Regions from separate parts of the Rattus norvegicus genome. Here region 1 is linked to region 2. Evidence: chromatin contacts called from public Hi-C data. All regions are on one chromosome and are shown on one strand. The core of a region is the stretch at or near the end of the contact, and the rest is flanking DNA. Distances in the headings are between cores, read along the strand shown.

Evidence for each region. A called contact is a pair of places that touch in the nucleus more often than the background predicts.
Region 1: a Hi-C map of psoas muscle shows a contact between it and region 2, with 2.3 times the contacts expected there. The contact joins the promoter of Top2a here to the enhancer-like site in region 2. A contact is called at or near these places in 5 of 12 Hi-C or Micro-C datasets (the A7r5 cell line, kidney, prefrontal cortex and 1 more).

What each region holds. Positions count from the first base shown.
Region 1 is chr10:84,469,781-84,476,142 of GRCr8, forward strand. Top2a (DNA topoisomerase II alpha) reads right to left here and starts at 3,313. Exons shown (of 35, transcript NM_001393768.1): 1 at 3,184-3,313; 2 at 1,981-2,133; 3 at 1,341-1,431; 4 at 547-610. The coding sequence starts at 3,204.
Region 2 is chr10:84,383,427-84,390,464 of GRCr8, forward strand. LOC134480867 (a long non-coding RNA gene) reads right to left here. Exons shown (of 3, transcript XR_010055790.1): 2 at 6,438-7,038; 3 at 5,926-6,056. It also overlaps a transcript of Rara not described here. Among named protein-coding and RNA genes, the nearest start is that of Rara, 25 kb to the right of the region's middle. Within about 2 kb of position 2,080, at least 20 of the 93 cell types and tissues checked have an H3K27ac peak or open chromatin away from gene starts, as enhancers often do. A contact at or near this core is called in the A7r5 cell line, where this site is marked.

The DNA.
Region 1 (6,362 bases), core at 2,063-4,562, 88 kb after region 2:
CCACAGCTGGTAAGCTTTTTGGTTTTGTAGTCCTGGGTCTGGACTACACACATGCTACCACCAAGCTACACTCAGTCCTTTTTCTTCCCCAAAGATTTATTTATTATGTATAGTGCTCTGCATCCGTGTATGCCTGCAGGCCAGAAGAGGGCACCAGATCTCATTATTGGATCATTAGCCACCATGTGGTTGCTGGGGATTGAACTCAGGACCTCTGGAAGAGCAGTCAGTGCTCTTAACCACTGAGCCATCTCTCCAGCCCCTGAAACATTAATTTTTTTTTTTAAGATTTATTTATTTATTATATATAAGTACACTGTAGCTGTTCAGACACACCAGAAGAGGGCATCAGATCTCATTACAGATGGTTGTGAGCCACCATGTGGTTGCTGGGATTTGAACTCAGGACCTTTGGAAGAGCAGTCAGTGCTCTTAACCGCTGAGCCATCTCTCCAGCCCCCAAAACATTAATTTTAAAGAAGCTATCTTCACGGTAATCAAAGCAAGCACAAGAATAGGAGCACTAGCACAGACAGCTTCACTTACGCATCAATTGTGACTCTAATGCAAGACATTTTTGGGTCCCTTTGTTTGTTATCAGCAGCATTAACTGTAAGAAAATAAAATACACACTTAGAAGGCATTAAAGTGCTTTACAACACACTAGGTCTATAATAAAGAAAAACATTCACAAGTAACAAAAAACAAAACAAAACAAAACCCCAACATTAACACGGCATTAGTTTACAGCAGTTTTTATTGAGACAGAATCACACGCATCTCATGCTGCCTTTGAACTTGCTACGTGGTGAAGAATAACCTTGAACTTTTGAGTTTCCTGCATCTTTCTCCTGGGCATTGGAATTAACACCTTGTTGCTTTAGTATACCAATCTCTGTTCATAGTACTACTTCCAGAGAAAAACTTAACTTTCTGGACTTTATTTGGATTATCTTGGTTTTTTTTTTTTTTGTCTGTTTTCCTTTTTGGCGGTAGGGTCTAAGTGCCTTGAATTCACTACGTAGATCAGCCGACTTTATTCTTTTTTTTTTTTTTCGGAGCTGGGGACCAAACCCAGGACCTTGCACTTGCTAGGCAAGTGCTCTACCACTGAGCTAAATCCCCAACCCCTCAAGCCAATTTTAAATGCAGACATTTGTGCACCTGTACCCCCAAGTGCTAGGATTAAAGACGTGACTGCCACAGGCAGCCTGACTGCCTCACTTTTGACCACTAATTACCTGAAATGACAGGAGCAGAGGCTATGTCTACAGAAGGTTTGGTATGCATGATACCTAGGAACTTAACCAGGAGATCTTTATATAAAAATATTTACTTACCTAGAATTTCATCAAAGATTTTATACAAACCAGGAACAAAAGTGACTTCCCTGTAGTTAATACCAACATCTTCATCGTAAACCCACATTTGCTAGAAAAGGCAAAGAAAGTTATTTTTATTTATTTATTGTTTTGTCATTAATACTCTTGCTTTTTTTTTTTTTTTTTTTTTTTGGAGCTGGGGACGGAACCCAGGGCCTTGCACTTGCTAGGCAAGCACTCTACCGCTGAGCTAAATCCCCAACCCCAATACTCATGCTTTTTCTGAGACAGTGTCTCACTAGTTTTTTTTATTTATTTATTTATTTATTTATTTATTGTTTGACATTAATATTCTTGCCTTTTCTGAGACAATGTCTCACTACGTAGCACTGACTGGCCAGAGACTGGCTACACAAACCAGGCTGGCCTCAAACTCAAGAGATCCATGTGCCTCTAACTCCTGAGTGCTGAGATTAAAGGCCTGCACCAATACATTCAGGAGTAAAGTCTTCTAGAATAAATGTTGAAACACACGCACAGAGTCCGTATCTGCATCAATGAAGGATCAGTTCCAGTGACGCCAAGTAAAGTAAGAAACATTAACCTGACACAGTATGCCGTGTTATAGAGCAAGTGCACTAAGCTAGTTTGGTTTTACCTGGGTCACTAACTCCACAGAGCCGATGTAGGTATCTGGGCGGAGCAGTATATGTTCCAGTTGGGTTTTTTTCTGATAGATTCTTTCAACGGACAGTCTTTTCTTGCCATCTTCATTCTTCTTTTTGTTGAGTAGCATATTTTCATTTACAGGCTAGTCATTTGGGGAAGCAAAAATAAACTGATTTTTACAACCTTATCAGAAGTGGCCAACAAAGTATCTGCAGTTATGATAAAGTCAATACACTGCATCACAATCTGTCCTCTGCTTGTAGGTACCGGGAGAGTTTGCATAGTTTCAAACAAACAATTCAATTAAAATCCTTGGAACTAGGTTCTGTGGTTTGTGTATGTGTGGTGCTGGGGATGGAACCCAAGGCCTTCCTTGCATGCACGTGCTTGGCAAATGCTCTGACCACTGAGCAAACTCCCCAGACCTGCTTCTCAAAACCCCGTTGCTGTTTCTGAGATAGTGTCGCATTAGGTAGCTTAAGCCATCCTCCTGCCTCAGTCTCTGGAGCAGATGCCATTCCAGGCCTGCCCCACTAGGTCTGGCTACAGGTGCCCGTTTAAATAAGTATTTTATTTCAGCCAAGTATGGACATTTCTGCCTTGAATAATATTTTTATGTCATCGATAAACTACACTCAACTTCTTTCATCTAATGGAAAAATGTTTACTGAGTGCCCACACAGTCTCGTGCAGATTGCAGATGGTGGTGTTATCCAGCCGTAGCAGTTGGGATGCTAGGGATGCAAACCCTTGGCCACATTCACATCCTGAAACAGGACTTTTTTGAGCCACTCGGTCAGCCAGCTCCTCAGTGGGAACTGTCATGTTCTGCACCTTCCGTGATGAGTTATTCAAATCAACTAGGGAAGGAAAGTGGGCCATCGAATTCAACTATAAGCCGGTTGGAAGTCACCCTGGGGCTATTAGAATACAGACCGATCACAGGACGAGTTGAACCTGCCCCCACCAACAATAAAAACACGACACTCAAGAACCCAGATTAGATTATCGATATCATTTCGTAAAGAGCTTCACCCTGTCCATGACCCCTCAAGGCCCAGAAGATGGAGTTGACCAGATCCTAGCCCGTCGCCGGCCAGCCCTCGGCCCAGGAGCCTCAACTTTCATCACCCGCCATGAACGCAGAAGCCGCGTAAAGGCTCTACTACCCGGTCCCATCCGCGAGCTGTACCTGCAGCGGTGACAACTCCATGGTGACCGTCCTGAAGGGGCTCGAGAATCCTAAAAGCGACAAAATCAGTGAGAAACGCTAGGCGACCGGCGACTTGGACGCTTCTCCACAGACGTGCGTCGGTTAGGAGAGCTTCCCTAGTTTCATTTGAACATTCATCTAGCCCGCCCAAATCAGAGGAACCAATCACCGACTCGCTCTCATTTGCTCTGTTTACAGCAATCAATCGCAGACGGTCTTTTACTCACAAAGGTCTTTTACTCAACAGGCGGCCTTTTCGAATGAACCAATTAGGTAAAGGGAGGCGGGAGAAACCTCAAGATGGACCAATAGCAATTGTAACTGTGACTGACAGGAAATCTGACCAATGAGGAGGGTCTGTGTGCTCTGAGAGATACTCTGAAGAGAGAAGGCTTTTTGGAAGTGCAAAGCGGTTGACTAAACTGTCCTCCTGAGTAAAACTAGAACACGGATGCGCATTCTTTGTTTCAGATTCGTTGAGATTACAGAGATTCTCTCCTAATCCTGGGATGTGCTTTTCTGCTTTTCTTTTTTTTTTTCTGACCAAGGAAGCAACGCCCATTCTCTCGCGGGGTTGACGAGGGGCAGCGGTTCTCAACCTGTGGGTCGTGACCCCTTTGAGGGGGATCCTATAGAAGATAACTACGCTACAATTCGTCACGGCAGCAAAAATTACAGTGATAAAATAGCAATGGAATGATTATGATAGGACGGCACCACAACATAAGGGAACTGTGTTAAAGGGCTGCAACCTTAGGAAGTGGAAGTTGAGACGCACTGGGTTAGCTCTGGAGAAATTCTGTAAAGTTCTTCCGCTGTGGACTTAGCCTTCCATACAGAAAGAGTAGACACCAAGTAGAATCGTAGACAGCGTTAACATCCCCTGTGGATCACCACTGATAAAAAGATTCATTCGTGCTTCTTCAGTGGAGAAGATGAGAAGCGGTCATGAGACCATAACGTCTCCCTCAGCTGGTGAGGGAACCCACAAGTGTTCTTTATGTTTGCCCTCTGCGCACAATGCAGTCTAGAGCGCTGTTCAGTTTGACATGGGAGGCTGGGGCTTGGTGGGTTCTCGATGGAGAAAGCTTCAATTTCCTGTGCTAAAAACAAACAAACAAACAAACAAACCCAGAAATGATAAATATAAGAAGCTAGTGTGCGACACCACACCTTTAATCCCAGTACTTGGGAGGCAGGAACAGGTGGATCTCAGAGTTTATGGTCAGCCTGGTCTACAGAGTGAGTTCCAGAGCAGCCAGGGCTACATAGAGAAATCCTGTCTCTAACCCCACCACCACCCTAAAAAAAAGCTAGCTATTATCAGCAACGAATTTGGTGAATTAAAATATTTTTCCTTTCCAAAAGAAGCCCGGGGTCAACCATTATTAAATAACTCCACACGTCCAACAATTACCCCACTGGCAAATGAAAGAGAAGGTCAGTGAAGGAATGTGGCCTGGATGATAGGAAAACCAAAGGAATAGAGTTTTGATCTTATTCTGGTCTTTCTCTTTCTCTTCAGTGTTTTCAGCCTTATCCTGTGTGTTAATAAAGGAGGCTGACTTCAATGCTTAGGGCCAGTAGGGACTCAGCAATTAGGACTTCTGTCCAGTCGGAAGACCGACAAGGCTGTGGGTGCCACATCCAGGGTTGTCATTCTCTGCAGCTTTCCTTGATATTCAGAAGCCAGGCAAGCTACCTTTACCTCTCTTGGAGCACAGAAGCCAGGTGGCTATGCTTCTCAAGGAGGCCCTTTCACTCCTGTCCTCTGTCCTGTAGTTCATCCCAGCTCGAAGCCTGCAGGCTCCACCTGGAGATGAGGCCACAGGAATTCAGTTCCCACAGGAAGCAGTTTCAATCCTGTTTTCTGGGACAGCTTCAGTGGAGATGAGAGGCATGAGCTTTAAAGTCTCCCCACAAGTTCAACTGGATCATGATTTTTGGTCTTTTCTAAATCTCAGAAGGCAGAGTCACTCCTCCCACCCCTGCAGGCCTCAGGTATCCCAAACTGGACCTGAAACCTGCTGTGTCCAAGGATGCTCTTGAACCTCTGACTGATTCTTTCCCTTCTGCCTCCTAAGGGTTAAGGCTAGGGGCTGGAGAGATGGCTCAGTGGTTAAGAGTACTTGTTGCTCTTCCAGAGGTCCTGAGTTCAATTCCCAGCAACCACATGGTGGCTCACAACCATCTGTAATGGGATCTGATGCCCTCTTCTGGTGTGCATGAAGACAGCTACAGCGTACTTCTATATAATAAATAAATAAACCTTAAAAAAAAAAAGTGCAGTGCTCAGGATCAAATACAGGGCTTCATGCATACTAGGCAACCACTCCACTAACCAGCCCCCAAATAACTTCTGCCTCAGCCCCCTCCCCACATGACGTTACCCATTGTTAAAGGTACATGGAGCTAAATGGGATATGGGGGCACTTAGTGTTAATACTTAATTTATTTCAGTTTTTGGAGACAGGGTTTCTCTATGTATCCCTGGCTGCCCTGGAACTTGCTCTGCAGATCAGGCTGGCCTTGAACTCAATATCTGCCTGAACTCAGATCTGCTTTGAACTCAGATCCTCCTGTCTTTGCCTCCCAGATGCTGGCTTAGTGTTAGATATTAAAGGTAGCAGTTTGCTCTGACCTTCCCTGGATACAAGCTCCCCCCCCCCATTTCTGCCAGAACTCTCTCCTCCTAGGAGTCCTCTAGGGTGGGGTGTCTTACAGGACTTGTAGGATCCATTGAAGGTGGAAGTAGGGTGTATGTGGGGGTAGGGTGGGCATATACGGGAATGACAGAACTGAAAGGCATTGCCCACAAAGAGAATTCCAGAATTAGCTAGATGCTAACTGACTTTTTAAAAAGATGTATTTATTTATATATGTGTGAGTACACTGTCGCTGTCTTCAGACACACCAGAAGAGGGCGTCAGATCCCATTAGAGATGGTTGTGAGCCACCATGTGCTTGCTGGGAATTGAACTCAGGACCTCTGGAAGAGCAGTCAGTGCTCTTAACCACTGAACCACCTCTCCAGCCATTACATGTTGGAGAGTCCAGGCTTTTGGACTCAGTTCTGTGGTGATGGCGGAGGGGAGGGGAAGGCTACCATCCATGTGACCCTCCTGACTCCAGAGGGGCCTAAACTGGCTTCTACTCTC
Region 2 (7,038 bases), core at 830-3,329:
TGGTCTGTCCCCTGGCAGGAGAGACGTGCAGAAAAGCACGGGCAGGCCGAGGGGCTGGCCAAGGTGAGGGTAAAAAGACAGACTGAGAAGTGAGGAGAGGCCAGGGGCAGTAGAGAACAAGGAAGTATGTCAGCCAGGGTAACAAGCTTGCTGAGAGGGGCTTAACTCAGCTCAGAGCAGAATAGCTCTGAGGACCCCTTAGGTTTCTCTGTCCAATATCCCTTGGACCTGGAAGGAACTTTTGCCACCTAGACAAGCCCTTCCCATCACTGATGGGAACCAGAGAGGGATGTGTTTTACCCTAGGACTCTCAACCAGTGGCTGGCTATGCTGGGCCTGGAGCCCAGGTGGCTTATACCACACTTCTCTGGTCTCTACCACACGGTTTGTACTTCCTTCACTGGTTTGCAGCAAGGAGAACCTCAGACCAGGGACGTGAGGGAGGGCTGTTTCCCTCCCTGCTTGTCTGTGCAGGGTCTCTGTAAACCCCAGCTTGGTTTGTTTGGGCGGCCTGTGGCCACTGGTGTGAATGGAAACGCTGGACAGCTTCCAACACACTCCAGGCTGGCGAGCTGTGGGGCTTGGAGCCACCTTTCGGAAGGGACATCTCGTCCAGCTGTTTCATTTCGGAGACCTAGAGAGGGCCAGGGATTTTTGTCCACAGTTGCAAGATGAGTTGAGGACAGATGGGTGACAAGGACACATATCCTTAGACTCCCCAGAACCCATCCTGAGCTCATTCCTGCCATGCCCAGAACCCATGCTATGCCATTGCCCCCACAGCATAGTAAGGAGCCAGTGCAATTAGCAGAGGTCTCAGATTAGGGGGTGGGGTTGTCTGAGTCCTAGGAGCAGGGGATGGTAGAGAATAGCCAAGAAGCCATCTCTGGGGATTCCACTGGCATTCCATCTCCCTGGGGGACTCCACGTTGTATAGGCGCCGAGAAAGCCATTCATGGAATTGTAAGGCGAATGGTGCCCCCTAGAGTTGTTCCGGAACCTCTCTGTGTTGCCAGCCCTGGAAGGAGTTGTTGCAGATGGGGACCTTAATCCAACACCTCCTTTCCCAACCTTACCCTCTGTCAGTCAGCCCCTCCTGTTTCCTGGCTGGCCACCTCCTCACCCAGCAGCTCTAAGAGGGCCACAAATTATGGTGCAGGAGCCCCTCCCCCCTCCCCAGTCCCCCCCATCTCTGGGGTCCTGATTTATCATGCCCCCCATCAAGCCTGCTGCACCGTGTAAGAAATCAATAGCGTAAATGGATTGAGGCTGTTCAACCTGTCAACTCCCTTTGGGCTCCACCAACTCCACTGGGACCCATGAGCTACTCCCAGCCTTCCAGTCTCTCAACACAGCAGGCATAGACACACCTAGTAGTTGTAGCCCAGACACTGATCAGGGAGCTCTGTAGCTCCGGCTGTCTCCATCTCTCTCGCCTTCTCTTTCTTACACATAAACTGGGCTGGTCTTTGCATGACAAGTACCCTTGAACATTTATTTCCTACTTTGGGTGGAGTGGGGTGGAGGGGCTCAAGGGAGAGCAGGCTGCCAGCCAGAGGTAGGGAGGGAGGCAGGTGGGTGAGGGAAATGGGTGAGGGAGATGGGGGATTGGGTGACAGCCCACCCCATTGGCTTTGGTAACTCAATCCCCAGCCCCACCCTCATGATTTCCCTCCTGCTCGACAACTTCAGCAGCTGCTGGCAGGAGTGTGTGTGTGTGTGTGTGTGTGTGTGTGTGTGTGTGTGTGTGTACGGTGAGAGGGGCTGTGGGGGCAGGAGTGCTGCCAGGACATGTTTAAAGGAGACTCATAGCTGGGTACAACTTGGGTGGCAGGAGGAGGTGGGGTTAAATCAGAGGGTAGGTGGTGAGTGATGACGGGAGGGGGGCAGGGGGAGCTGGCTGCAAGGGGGCAGTGCAGCCCAGCCTGAGGGTCTCACTAAACTTGCTGGCACTAGAGCAGAGCTGGTGTCATGGAGCTGGGCAGTAGTGGGAGGACAGGGGCCAGCAGAGCCACAGTTCAATCCTGGATGCTGAAGCCTGCCTTCACCAGGGGGCGCATGTAACCAGGGAGGACTTTGCTGGCCTCTGTCCCTGATCCTTAGACCGTGCCTGCTGGGCAGCACAGCCCTGGTAGTGACTAAGTCGCTTCTGTCCCGGGGCTGGCAAAGTACCAGACTCAGCTCTTCTCGGTAGGTGAGTCACTGCCCTGGCATCTTCCCCGGATGCAGCTGAGTCACCCGGCCGGTAGGTGGGCATCATGCTAGGGTTAGGGTGGCGGGTTACACGTGTAGCCCCCAGTGTCCTCTCTCATCTCTTTCATCTCCTAGCCCTACCCATAAACCTGCAGAGCCAGGCAAGCGTGCTGCTTCCCCCACATACCCTGTGGAGGTAAAGGAAGAGGTAGCAGGCTTGAGAATAGAGTGGGATATGTTTGATTTGGAGGAGGAAGTGGGGGAGTGTGGGGCAGACAGCTGTGAGTTCGAATCCCACGTCTGCATCGACAAACCGTAAGACCTTGGCAAAGCAATTGTTTTGTTTGAGATAGGTTCTTATTCTGTAGCCAGGACTGGCCTGGAACTTACTATGTAAGTTCTAGAGCTCATGGCCATCCCCCCTGCTTCAGTCTCCCAAGGCCTGGGGACTATAAGCATGAACCACTACATCCAGTTGGTTAATTTCTTTCTTTTCTTAAAAAAGATTTACTTATTTTATGTATGTGAGTACACTGTCACTGTTTTCACACACACCAGAAGAGGGCATCGGACCCCATGACAGATGGTTTGTGAGATGGTTTGCTGGGATTTGAACTCAGGACCTCTGGAAGAGCAGTCAGTGCTCTTAACCACTGAGCCATCTCTCCAGCCTGACAATTTCTTTTTGAGCCTCAGTTTTCTATCCTATAAAAATGGAAACAGGGGGTTGGGGATTTAGCTCAGTGGTAGAGCGCTTGCCTAGGAAGCCCAAGGCCCTGGGTTCGGTCCCCAGCTCCAAAAAAAAGAACCAAAAAAAAAAAAAAAAAAAAAAGGAAACAGGACCCCTGTTAGACTGAGACGTAAAAGGTGACTGTGGGAAGTATACCTGGGAGATACATAATCTGGAGGCTGGGGAGGAGGAAGTTGAGGCTGGTTCTACCAGGCACCTCCCTCTCACCTCGCCCACCTTCAGGTGGTCTGAGAGAGACATTCTTCCCCCATGCCTACTTCAGATCCTGCTTAGTGCTTGGATGTGTGTGTGCTGTGCCGTCTCTCTCTCCCTCCTGTCTGTTAGGCTGTTCTCAAACATCTAATCCCCCTGCTTCCGCTTCCGGAGTGCTAGATGCCGAGATTATATATATGTACCACACCGGACTTGATGCTGTTCTTTGGTCAGTCTGTTTTGAAACAAGGTCTTACTCCGTAGCCATGACTACATAGCCTAAACTGGCCTTGAACTCAAACGGTGCTCCTGCTGCAGCTTCTCAAGTACTGGTGTTAGAGGGTACAGTGTGGGCAACCACACCTGGCTCGGTGCTCTTTTTAAGGAGTTGCTCAAGTTGTCACTCCTTTGAGGACTAGGAGCTGTCACTGGACAGTTATTACCTGTCTGAACCCAGTGAGGGACTGACTTCTTGTCTTGGGAAACCAGTGCTTCCCCCAACCCCCACAGACTGTCTCCTGCTTGCAGGGATAGTGGAGGCCCTAGGAGCGCCCTGGGGCCCTTCTCTTCTGCTAGCCTCTTGCTGTATTCTGAGTATTCTGTTCCTGAAACAGGGTCCCTGTTTGAAGGGTGTGAAAGCCCCGTTTTCAGACCAACACAGCCACTGCTGTGGACTCATGACTCCTGGCCCCCAACCTAGGGACCTCTTCCGATCCTGCAGTCATGCTTGGGTAGGCCTGGACTTTGGACCCGTGGTGCCCCGGGCATGAAGGAAGTTTCCCAGAGTGTGTAGGGTGTGTGTCCCATCTTGTGTCTGACTCCTGTAGGAAGTGGTTTGTGTGAGCATGGGCTTTTCTCTTTCATCCCCATATGGACCTACAGCTGCATCAATTCGGAAGCACACTCCACTCTCCATCATGGCTTTGTGTGTGTGTGTGTGTGTGTGTGTGTGTGTGTGTGTGTGTGTGTGTGTGTGTGTGCTGGGTGTGCTGGGTGTGCATATATATGAGGTGTACATAGTCACACCATGAATATGTGAGGTTGTGCATTTGTTCCAGGGTGTGTGTACAAGAACATTCTCATAGGCTGGCAGGTAAGCCTGAAGTGTGTACAAGAAGAATGGACCCCCTGGGCACACACCGTTAATCCCACCACTCAAAAGGCAGAGGCAGGCAGATCTCTGTGAGTTCAAAGCCAGCCATGTCTACTGAGCAAGTACCAGTACAGCCAGGACTACACAGAGAATCCCCTGTCTCAACAAGAAAGAAAGAAAGAAAGAAAGAAAGAAAGAAAGAAAGAAAGAAAGAAAGAAAGAAAAGAAGGAAAGAAAGAGAAAAAAAAAGAGAGGAAAAAGTGTACCTGAAACCACTTGCTGGCAGGTGTGCTGTCCGTGTGGGAGGCAGTGTAATTCTATGCATGCACCTACCTGGTAAGATCTAGGCTAGGAGGAGGCTATGGGAATTAGAGGTAGACTGACCCTAGGCCACCCTCTTAGCCAAGGTTCCTCACTTGTTTGAAGGCTCCTGATGATGGTGAGACTCTGGCCGAAAGGCTTGGTGAGGGCACCGGAGGGGGTGCGTGGAAGGGAATGGGTTAAGCGTCGGCCTCCACATCTGGGAGCCATTGACGCATTCTTGCCTGCTGAGCGCATGTTTGTGGATGGATCTGGACGGGACAGATCGGGGCGGGGCGGGAGAAAGGGGCTGGGCGGGTGGTTCGCACCGGCGGAAATCCAGACAGGAGCGGGAGACTGCTCTAGCCCAGCGGGCGGCGAGGGTCTGGGGAAGCGCTGCACCGCTTTGCCGAGTTTTCCCTTGCGTCCGACCTCTAGGCAGAGTGTCCCACGGACCTGACCTGTGCTACCTTCCAAGGCCGCCAGAGCAGAGCCAGAGAGAGACAAGCAGATACTCCAGTTCTAGACCCGGTTCAGACACTCATGCAACCGTGGACAAAATGCTATGTGGGCCTCGGACCTCCTGTTCCTAGTCTGAAAATCCGGACACAGGATTAGACTGAGCGTCTCTAGGGTGGAGGCCTGGGTGTGTGGCACTTCCCTTTCCAGTGGGATGTCCTGTGGGGGGCACTTGCCACTTCTCTGCCCAGGAACTCGGTGAGGGAGGCACTGCACGGTGGACCCACCCTCCTCCAGTGCAGTGCTGAAGGTGGAGACGTTAACCTCCCTGGCTGGCCGGGAGGGGGGTTGTGACAGTTGGGGATCGAGGTCTGCAGATGTGGAGTGTGATTCAGATCCTGTCCTCCTGGAACATCCATGAACTGCCCTCGGCCCTCAAGTGGGAGTGTTCTAGAATGGGGGGGGACTCCTGGCCGTCCCAAGACCTGACTTGGGGTGACCATACTTATAGCTACTCGGAGGGATTCAGTTGGGCTAGAAATTTCCTCTCATCCACTCAAGTCGGAGAGGTGTTTGGGAAAGACGAGAGATGTTCTTATGGGGAAGGCGGTCTTCTCTTTGTACTCCGGGATTTTGCAGACGAGAAAATATTGAAGTCCAGAGGAGCGAAGTGTTTAGCTCAAGGTCAGATAGCTTTCAGTTTCAGCTGACCCCGGAGGATTGTGATTAGGAGAGACAGAGACTTGACAGCTGGGGCAGGAGTCAGTGCGTTCTCCACATTACACCATCCTTTCTTCCCAGGTTTAGTAAGTGTGTGTGATGTGTGTGTGTGTGTCCCTGAGTGTGGGCGTGTGGCGGGGGGGGGGGGAGAAGGGAGTGTGTGTAGGATACCGCACCCTGAGGTTCTTTCTCCGCCGAGTCGTATTTTTATTTTTTTCTCTGAACTTCACACACACCCCTTCTCGCTCTCAATCTCTTTCTGGCGTGTTGAGGGAGGGATTCTCCCAGATTCCCACGGTCCAGCCACCAGCTGGAAGCGTCTCCTTTAAGACTCGCCCTTCCCTGGGTCTATTAAGGAGAGAGGGGCGGGTGTGAGCTTGAGAACCCGCCCCCGGTTAGTGATTGGCCCGTGGCGTACAGGGGCGGACCTGCGGCAGGGGGGCCTCCCTCCCACCCCAGCTCCATACCCTCCGCCCCCCCAGTCTAGGGCTCCGGGTAAAGTTTCAGCCTCTGCACGTGACTCGCCATGGCCGCTGCCGTCGCCCCGCGCCCCTGAGCTGCGGCCCCCCGGACGGCTCCTCTCCGAGGACCCCAAACCCCTGACGCCCGGCAGCGCCGCGGCGCCTGCTTGGGGCAGACCCTGTGCCCGCAGACGCGCAGACGGGTTGCATCCCCTCGCTTCGAGGTAATCTCTCCCCTGGAACTCTGGGGAACCCTCGGCTCTCTCACACATCGGGGCCCGGTGGCCCGCTCTGGACCGGAGCTGCGGGCGGGGACTGGGTGCCGGGCGGTTTCGACGGGGACCTGGGGTTTCCTGGACTTCCCAGCCTGCCGCTGGCGTGTCCGGGGTTGGGGAGCCCCGTCTACGCCGCGTCTTCGCGCGCACAGCCTTGAGGCTTCTGCGGCCGTCTGCCGCGCGTGTCCCCGGCGCTCCAGCCGTGGCAGATCCACTGCTGGGAACTCTTTTCTCTCCAAAACCAAACCAAACAAAAAGACTTCTTGAAACCTGTTTGGGGAGAGATCAGATGCCCAACGGACTAGCCCCCTCCTACTCTTTCTCCTGTTACCTGAGCCGCCCTGTGGTTTGGGGAGAATCAGCCAGGGGCCCACCCCCACCAGAGGGAACTGGCTGGGGGGGCGGGGCCCGCTCAGCTGGTGTCTCGGTCGGAGTGTGGGGGAGCCGTCAGAATTGGGTGCGGGAGCCAGAGCAGTTGAGTGAGACGCGCCTGAGTCTTGTGTTACTTGGGGGTTGTGGAAGCCTTTTGGGGTGAGGGAAGGACAGAATAGACTGGCCGACCTTGCTTCACTGAGGATGTCTGGGATTTAGTGC